Regions from separate parts of the Arachis hypogaea genome. Here regions 2 and 3 are each linked to region 1. A link is a contact called in public Hi-C data. All regions are on one chromosome and are shown on one strand. Each heading gives the region's core, a stretch centred on a gene start, on an enhancer-like site or on the middle of the called end of the contact. The rest is flanking DNA. Distances are from core to core; before and after follow the strand shown. Region 1 has its middle 26 kb from the start of LOC112697053. Region 2 holds the start of LOC112697052 (OVARIAN TUMOR DOMAIN-containing deubiquitinating enzyme 12). Region 3 holds the start of LOC112697056 (DNA cross-link repair protein SNM1).

Region 1 (3,043 bases), core at 87-2,586:
TTACTCTATTCTTTATTTGTTACCCAAACATGTATTTACCATCAATATGTGTATGTAATTCGGCCAAATACAGACCTGGGCTGACCAATATTCGCATGAATTACATATAAATTTTCACAAAAGAGGCTAATTTGGCAGCATAATGTTCAATCAATTTATTCCAAAACCAAATCTTTATAAAATAGGTGGGTCTAATAATCTAAATTATTACTAATTTCCTTATATAATAATAAAAAAATACTTAAATTCTAAGAGAAATTAAATTTTAATGGTGTTGTTTCAGTCCTTAAAAAAATACATAGACTGTTCAACAAATTCATATGACAAAATTTTTTTGATCTATTACGATTAGAATCAATCATTATGATTCAATTTATGCAAAACAAAAAAATAATGAATTTGTCAAAAGAATAAATCTATATAAAATGGTATAAAAAAATAAACAAACGAAGAACCTCCTTTCATTTTTTATTAAAAAAAATTGGATTCACGGATTAAATCATAGTACATACAAAAAAGCTTTATGATAAATATGCTAATTCTATGAATGTACAGTATTCATAATCAAGAAATTAATTAAATTCTTTTTAATTTTACGAATTAACAGCTCCAATATTTGAGATCACAGACAAAAAATGGTATGCACATATATAAAAGAATGCAACATTTTTTTTAATATAGCTTTTGTATTCTTTATGTGCTCTTCATGTACTATTTGTGTACTCTTTATGCACATTTTATATACACTTTTAATTTTATTAACATGTGCTACGCAATCCAAAAGCAACACATATTTGAATCTAATTTCACAATCTCAATTTAAGATTCAAGTTAAAATAAGATAAATTTATAATTTTTTAATGATTTAATCATAGACGGTTCTGATACCACTTGTTAGAATTTTCTCAGAATTCCTTAATCCAAAGTCATTTATGTTAAATCATTACGAAAAAAATCCTGGAGAAAGCGTACTTGAATTTATAAACATGAATCATCATCGAAAGAAGTTGGATCTTGTGGTTCTTTCGATCTTTCTTAACCAAAAGATAATATCTGATTTTATTCTCATTTAATTCCAAATTAAAAGTAATAATGATTTATTCAATTTAGTATTTACAATAATAAATGAAATCACTATTATATAAATCATTTAATTTAAAATAATATAATTTATGATTATAATTAATATATGTATTGTCTACAAACAAATTAAAAAATTAAAATAATTTTCTAACAGCCGAAACATTCTCCTCCAATCAGTTCCCCATATCTCGGTCTATCCTCCCTCTTGTTATGAAACCATTCCTCCGGTTGCTGTACCAAAAGAATCTTCCCCCTTTAGCTTCAAATCCATGAGGGCATAAGCATCTACCAGCTTTCTAAATTCATTCTCACTTTGCTTTTGTCATGTCATTTGGGCCTATTGGGCCTATTGGGCCAATTTGCTTCACAGCAGATTATATCTTCTTAGATTAGATGCAACAACCCAACAAGCAATTAAAGTCCACGAGAAACTAAATGCTTAATGACCAAGAAAATTAAATTCTTTTTATAAAAATATAATCATATGAAAAAAATAACCTCACATTGTCATTTCAATTAGATATTATATTTATATTACCATTCTAGTTCAGAGAGTTAACGATAATAGTAATGTTTCAATACATGATTAGATTAGATGATATACAACACACAGACAAAGTTTTACAAGGTTAGTCCATTCAATCATTTAAATCCTTTGTTATATACATATTTTCTCAATTATATTTCTCCAATTAAATTAAATATACTTTCGTAAAAAATTAGTTTTTTCATGAACCGAAATTTTGTTTAGAAACTAAATAAGGTCAAAATGCGATTGTCATGTGAAGAATCGAATTTATTAGTATCTTTATCTTAAGCATGAATATATATATATTTCTAAAATATCAGAATTAGTAAATGTGACTCGACAAACGCTATATATTATATAGTCTATAATAATTTTGATATTTTAAGGAGAAATTTTTTACCTACAAACGTTTTTTTATACAAGTCTTTACAAGTCATTTATATTAACGCGCTTCGAATCGTTACTGCATGTTTTTCACTGCACCTTCTTCTTCTTCTTCTTCTTGCCGTACGTTCTTCTTCCTCTTCCTCTTCTTCTTCTTTTCTTTCGTTTCTCGCCTTCTCTTCTCCTTCTTCATTTATGTGCTTTTCTCTCTATTTTATTTCTTCGTTATTTTCGATTTTCATTGTTTTTTGACATCAAGTTCTGAAATCGTTTTTAAAGAAGAAGAAACAGCAGAAGATAAAGAAGAGAAAGAGAAAGAATTCTGAATTATTCATAAGATGTACTTCAACGAATTTTGGGTGTATTTCTTAAATCCTTTGGGTGTATTTCTGTAATCTTTTGAGTGTATTTCTTTAATCATTTGGGTGAATTTCTGTAATCCTTTGGGTGTATTTTTGTAATCGTTTAGGTGTATTTCTGAAGTTCCATTATCTTCAAAACGATTTCAAAACTTGATTTCAGAAACTATGAAAATCGAAAAAAAAAAACAAAGAAAGAATACCAGTGATAAACGCAGGTAAAACAACGAATGAAAAGGCGAAGAGAGAACGCACGAAGGAGATCGAACAAATTTGGCAAGAACCTCGTTTTTATGGAGGAGGAAGAAGAAGAGTCGTTCATAATACATGGTGAATAGCGCGCTTTGAAAATAGAAACTGGTTGAATAACGCATTAAAAGGCCTGTATATGTAGCAACTTATAAGACTTGTAAGTCAAAAAGACTTATATGTGTAGCAGGTTTCTATTTTAAAATATAAAAAAAAAGAGCCTAACAGAACCTTAACTAGTAAGAGATATAATTAATCACTACTATAAAAATAAATTCGGAAAGAAAAACAAAATCAATGCGGAAAGTTTCTAGCTAGGTTCAACTTGAATGTACACATGTCTGTGTACGTTTTATATATACATTGCATGTTGTACGTACAATAATAATAAAAGCACCCTTTGTTGTTGAATCAAAAGGGAAAAGCCAGAAAAGCAGAA
Region 2 (3,250 bases), core at 331-2,830, 50 kb after region 1:
TAGATTTTTCATAACACCAAATTTACAAAAGATAACGATTTTGATACTAAAGATTAGGCGAAAGAATTTTAAGTTCCGAGATATGAGTGATAATTGATAAATATCCAACCGTGTGGATAACTCCTTATGACTCGTATTTTCACTAAACTACCATTACATCATATAAAAGATAAAAGATAATGATAATATATATTATAATCTTATCTTCGTTAAAATAATGAAACTTGATCGTTGTTTCATTCAAATTAATTAAATATGGTTTACATTGTTAGTGAAAAAAAGAAACATATTTTCTTGTTTTACATTATTATTATTATTATTTTTAAACTAAAGATAGAAAAATTTGAATTCGCGATCTGTTAAGTGAGGATAAAAAGAATATATCATTTAAATTATAACTTATTTATTATTATTATTATTATTATTATTATTATTATTATTATTATTATTATTATTATTATTATTATTATCATTTTCGGTTAAGTTGCTTATAGTGTAATTAGATATCTCTAGTAAGTAATAAGCCACACTTTAGTTAGAAGGGTTTAATTAATCAATGGAGAGGAAAATAATTATGACTTATGAGAAACGAAAAAGAGTAAGATATGAATTAAAGAATTTAATTTAATTGTATTGATAATGTAAATTAATTTACACACTCATTTAATTGCATTAGTTTTTTTAACGAGAAATTCTCCGCATACAAGCGTTTTTTTATACAAGTCTTTATAAGTGCACATTCTTCTTTTTTTTCTTGCGCACGTTCTTCTTTCTCTTCTTCTTCTTATTTTCTTTCGTTTCTTGCCTTCTCTTTCTCCTTCTTCAACCATTACTGTACGTTTTCACTGCACCTTCTTCTTTTTCTTCTTGCTGCACGTTCTTCTTCCTCTTTCTGCTCTTCTTCTTCTTCTTTTCTTTCGTTTCTTGCCTTCTCTTTCTCCTTCTTTAACCGTTACTGCACGTTTTCACTGCACCTTCTTCTTCTTTTTCTTCTTCTTCTTCTTTTCTTTCGTTTCTTGCATTTTCTTTCTCCTTCTTCATTTACGTGCTTTTCTCTCTGTTTTCTTTCTTAGTTATTCTCGATTTCCATTGTTTTTTGACATCAAATTCTGAAATCGTTTTTGAAGAAAAAGAAGCAGCAGAAGATAAGGAGGAGAAATACTGAATTATGCATAAGGTGTACTTAACGAATTTTGGGTGTATTTCTTAAATCCTTTAGGTGTAATTTTTGTAATTCTTTGGCAGTATTTCTGTAATTCTTTGGGTGTATTTCTATAATCGTTTGAGTGAATTTCTGTAACCGTTTGGATATATTTCTGTAATCGTTTGAGTGTATTTTTGTAATCGTTTGAGTGTATTTCTGAAGTTCCATTATCTTCAAATTTGGCAAGAAACTCATTTTCATGGAGGAAGAAGAAGAAAAGTAATTTATAATGCATGGTGAGTAGCGCATTTTGAAAACAGGAAGTGGTGCGTTTATTTACTCTTGAATGTGGGAGTATAATGCGTGTTTTTTATTGGGCTTGTACTAACTTGTAAGACTTGTAAGTCAAAAAGACATATATGTGGAACATGTCCCTTTTTTTCACTAACGAACATTTATTAAAAAGAAAAAATCTTTGCAAAATAGGATCTTATTATTTCTAATCTAAATTGAGTTTTTGACAGCTTAAATTTTTTTTAAATTAAATAATCTGTTCAGCCATAAACAAAAACATCATCATCATATATCATCTAAGTCATTAACGCGGAAACCTGTATTTAAAATTTAAATTAAACTCAAATTAAATTAAACTACATTATATAAAAATCGAACAGATTCACAAGTTAGTTATAACAAAAAATAAATAAATAAATAAAAAGGGAAAGATTCATTTTTTCTTTCCCAGAATTGAAAGGGAAAGAAATCCAATATGAAAATCAGAGGCAATCTTTCTTAGCTTGATCGTTGTGTCTGTTACAACCTCGTTCCCCTTTCCCGATTTCCTTCTTGATTTTCCCAAATCTCACAAACCGCCATTCTTAAACTCTCTCTATTTATACCCAATTTCTTCTCTTCTTCCTTCTTTTTCTTAAACCCAAACCCATTCATTCATTGCATATTTACCCATTCAACTGCAGGTATTTTCTTCTTCCTTTTTATTTTTTGTGTTTCTGTCTATTTCATAGCATTGGATTGTGTTGATTATCCGCCATTGTTTTGCAATGAATTAACCTTCATTTGGTTTTGATTAAAACAACGATCTAATTATTGTGTATATCTGAGAAGCCGACTCTTATTAATTGATTAGCTGAAAGGCTTTATCAGAAGATTCAATTTAATCCCCTTTTTATTCTACTGACTAATGATTAATAATTTATCATCGTAACTAAGCTTATGTCTTGTGGTAGCTTAATGTTCAAGCATAATTTAACTTTTTTTTTTTCTCTTCGGAAGTGAGATGAGTGATGAACTTAAATATTGTAATTTTTGGTATTTTTTTATACCACGGAAGGATTCGATTTGTGTACCTCAAATTTTCTTTTGAAAGACAGTCCAATTTCAGAAATCAAAAGGTTCGATTTTTGTAATCCAAAAATTGGATGGTCCGATTTTATAAATCGAACCATCTGATTTCTGCACTCCCAAAAATCGAACCCTCTTATTTATGTACTCCAAATTAAACGAAACTACATTTGAGAATAACACCCCAACAATCTATAATCCAATAAAATACCATTATCAACCCAATATAAAAAAAGTGTAATTTTATTCACCAAAGATTTATTTATTTATTTCAATTGAAGCTTTATGTGATTATCAATTTAGGTCTTTTTCCATATCATAGTGCTATCATATTTGAATCGTTGAACTGATTGGCCATTCAACTTTTTATGGTCTTACTACTACTCCAGAAGATTCTGATGATCTTTACCTTATACTTTTGCATTCCACTCTTTTTAGCTGACTAATAATTTCTTGGTTGTGCGGCACGTACAACTTTTGTTGTACTCATGCTCTAAGCCTATGATGACTAAAACTGTGAAAACATGTTTGATAGATGCATTTTCCTATTTGAGATTCTAATGACAGTAATTTCAATTATTTTTCAGGCTTTGTTGCTGTGGGTTGGTAATAAAAGTTTAGTTTGAAGCAGTGGTTGTGAGGTCAGAATATGATGAACGGAATTCAGTATTGGGGTGAAAGTTCCAGTTCGACGTCACTAAGCAGTCCGCAAGATGTTGAGGATGACCGGATGATAGCTCTCGT
Region 3 (3,032 bases), core at 222-2,721, 56 kb before region 1:
TTCAAAAGATTAAAATAATGAAAGTCGTAAATCTCAAAGACCATTATAAAAATTTAGTCGTTGATATTTATGAGTGCCTCATGTCCTTTTTAAATTATTTTTATGTACTGAAATTACTTTGTCTTTTTTATATTTTATTCTTATAAACTTTTGTATTAAGATAAATATACATTCAAGTCATACTTACAAACCATTAATTATTCATGATAAATCCTCGTGTAAAGACTCTCTTAGACTAGGAACAATATATGATTTTTGATGGGTGGGTATATATATATATATATATATATATATATATATATATATAGACTCCTAAAACTAAAGTAGCATTAGAATTTTTAAGAAGAGCATATGTAATGTTGGAAAATTTCAGCTATTTTATGCATTCATACGAGCTCCAAACACCCTTCTTGAACATCAAAGCGAGATAACATTCACTTCTCAAAGCACCAAGGCTAAATACATTTTCCACTTTTTGCTAGTCATTTTCTGAATTTGCATTTGTACAATACCAAATCATCATCATCCGTCATCTCTCTTTAAACTGCAATAAATATGTTTCTTGAATAAGTTTTGCAGAGAATTACCTTAAATCCACGCTTTCAAACTAAGACAATGTCTTTTCAAATAATAAAATTTTATACTTTTGTGATATTTTACATTGGAAGAGTATCCAAACAACCTTTCACCTAATCTATATCATGACTTCTAATCACACATCCAAATTCCGCTACTTGTGCTTTCTCAAAATTGCTGGCATCACAATTTACCTTCCCCAGCCTCGCAGAAGAGGTTTCTACCTAGCCTTGTTGATCTGAATGAGCTGGCACAACAGAATGCGTGAATGCTCTAATTCATGCTTTCATTCTTGAACGAAAGCCACGATGCGATCACCCGTAATCCGAATTGAAGATTTTCTGGTTGCAATGCCTATAAATTCACCAAATACCTATAATGATAATTTTAGAACCAAAATTACATATTAGTAGCTTTGTTGAATGTGAATTTAATGAAATTTTGAATTATATTATTATTAAAATACTAATTTTAGGTATTTAGAAGTTTATATTGATAATTTAAATAATTTTGTTATTTATTTATTTGAACTGATTCGACTACATTTGAAGCATAATCAAATTATTGAATCTCTGAAATATAATTAATAAATAATTTTTTTTTTACATAAAATATTAAAATATAAAATTATTTTTATTTTATTATAAATTTTTTTAAAAAATAATAACTCAAATTTTAAAAAAAAAATTACCAAAATAAATCTTTAGTCTATAATTCAGTAATATATATTAGTCTATATTTTTAAATAATAATAATTAATATGACTAAAAATAATAAATTATAATAATTCTCTTACATTTTTGTTGCAAAATTTAGGGAGTAAATAAACTTCATATGTCGCGTTTCGCGTGCACTAAATTGATGCGATATATAATATACTCGATCAGTTGCTAACTGTAAAATACTAAAATCTGGTTAATTTTCCCGCTGTTTCGTTTAAAACACTAAAACCAGATATTGTTTGCGCGCCCTCACATAGCCGATGCCGCTATCCGCCGCCACAGCCGGCGGCTCAGTGCCGCCCGCGCTAGAAGAGAATCCATCACCACAAGACGGCGACGGTTACGGCGTTATCGACATCCCCGGCGTTGTTTCACTTGACGAGGAGGGATTCCCGTCACAGATCCCTTACGAAGACTCTCCACCAAACACCGCCGGCGAGCGATCGGCGACATCGGCAGGAAAGAGCAGCTTCGCCGCCGATTTCTATAGCTGCGGTGCCGATTGGTCCTCGCTGTTGTCGCCGGAGGATCGCAGACACAGCGGCGGTTTCGGTTCGGTTCATTCGGCGAAGAAGTTGAAGCAGGCAAATTTGTTTCAGGTTTGGGGATTCAAACGAAACGGCGCCGCCGAATCTGATTCGGCTTCGTCTATTGAATCTTGCAAACCTAACCAATGTGATTCTTTTACCGGTGGAGGCGAAAGCGTTGGTTCTTCTGAGAGAAAGATCGTGAAACCTGAGAATTTGGGTTCGATTTTGCGCGATACGGGGAAAGAGTTCGAGAAATCAAAATCTTCTCATAAGAGAAAGGAAAGCCGTGAAGAAGTTAGAGTGACGCGTACCTGTCCTTTTTATAAGAAAATTCCAGGTTCATGCCAAAGTTCTTCACCCTGTTTATTTTTTTTCCGTTCGTTTTTTGGTTTTTGTTATTGAATTCAACAACTTATAGCTTCTTCAACTGGCCTTTATTTGTTTGATTACCGAAGCATTTTTTTTAATTGAATGCATAAAGCTTCATGTGTGGTAGGTTATTGTGTGTTCTTTGCCTAATCTGTTCTTTGGTTATAATAGGATGATAATATGTCTTAAGAACTGTGATGTGGTTACTTTCAATGTTGGTGATGAAACTAATTTAGTTTGGCAACTGTTACAATATTGAATTTGTTTTCGTTTTTTCTATGAGAAACTAACATTGTAGCAGTGGCTATGGATGTTCTAAATGTAGATTTTTTTTATCAATGCAGGGACAAGCTTCACTGTTGATGCATTCCGTTATGGGTGTATTGAAGGGTGCTCTGCATACTTTCTTAGTCACTTCCATTCCGATCATTATGGCGGCCTTAGCAAGAAATGGTCACATGGCCCCATTTATTGCTCTCCTCTTACAGGAAGGCTTGTTCAAATGTGTCTCTCGGTAAATCCCTTGTAAGAACTTGGAAACCTTCATAATTTTTCGCGTGAACTCTATTTGATATTTATAGGTTGCTCACTTATATAAACAGGGGAAAAAAATTTAAAGGAGCATCTGATAGAGGTTTTAAATCTTCTTTTCTATTGAGTGATTCAATTTCATAAAAATTTGTTGTCATAGGTACATCCACCCTTTGGAATTTAATGTTGAATATGTGGTTTGTGGTGTCAAAGTAACTTTGTTGGAAGCTAATCATTGCCCTGGTGCAGCGTTGATTCACTTTGGCCTCTCAAATGGGCAATGTTATTTGCATACCGGAGACTT

What was found. Hi-C and Micro-C count contacts between places; a contact is called where the count stands out from the background.
Region 2: a contact with region 1 is called in a Hi-C map of an unstated tissue, with 2.7 times the contacts expected there. The contact joins the promoter of LOC112697052 here to the enhancer-like site in region 1. A contact is called at or near these places in 3 of 8 Hi-C or Micro-C datasets (leaf and an unstated tissue).
Region 3: a Hi-C map of an unstated tissue shows a contact between it and region 1, with 2.3 times the contacts expected there. The contact joins the promoter of LOC112697056 here to the enhancer-like site in region 1. A contact is called at or near these places in 3 of 8 Hi-C or Micro-C datasets (leaf and an unstated tissue).

Annotation. Positions count from the first base shown.
Region 1 is chr6:97,414,499-97,417,541 of arahy.Tifrunner.gnm2.J5K5, reverse strand. No RefSeq gene overlaps it. Among protein-coding and RNA genes, the nearest start is that of LOC112697053, 26 kb to the right of the region's middle. Within about 2 kb of position 1,336, at least 2 of the 3 cell types and tissues checked have open chromatin away from gene starts, as enhancers often do.
Region 2 is chr6:97,364,959-97,368,208 of arahy.Tifrunner.gnm2.J5K5, reverse strand. It overlaps LOC112697052 (OVARIAN TUMOR DOMAIN-containing deubiquitinating enzyme 12), which reads left to right and starts at 1,580. Exons shown (of 11, transcript XM_025750038.3): 1 at 1,580-2,121; 2 at 3,094-3,250. The coding sequence starts at 3,156.
Region 3 is chr6:97,470,639-97,473,670 of arahy.Tifrunner.gnm2.J5K5, reverse strand. LOC112697056 (DNA cross-link repair protein SNM1) reads left to right here and starts at 1,471. Exons shown (of 9, transcript XM_025750042.3): 1 at 1,471-2,165; 2 at 2,542-2,722; 3 at 2,889-3,032. The coding sequence starts at 1,559.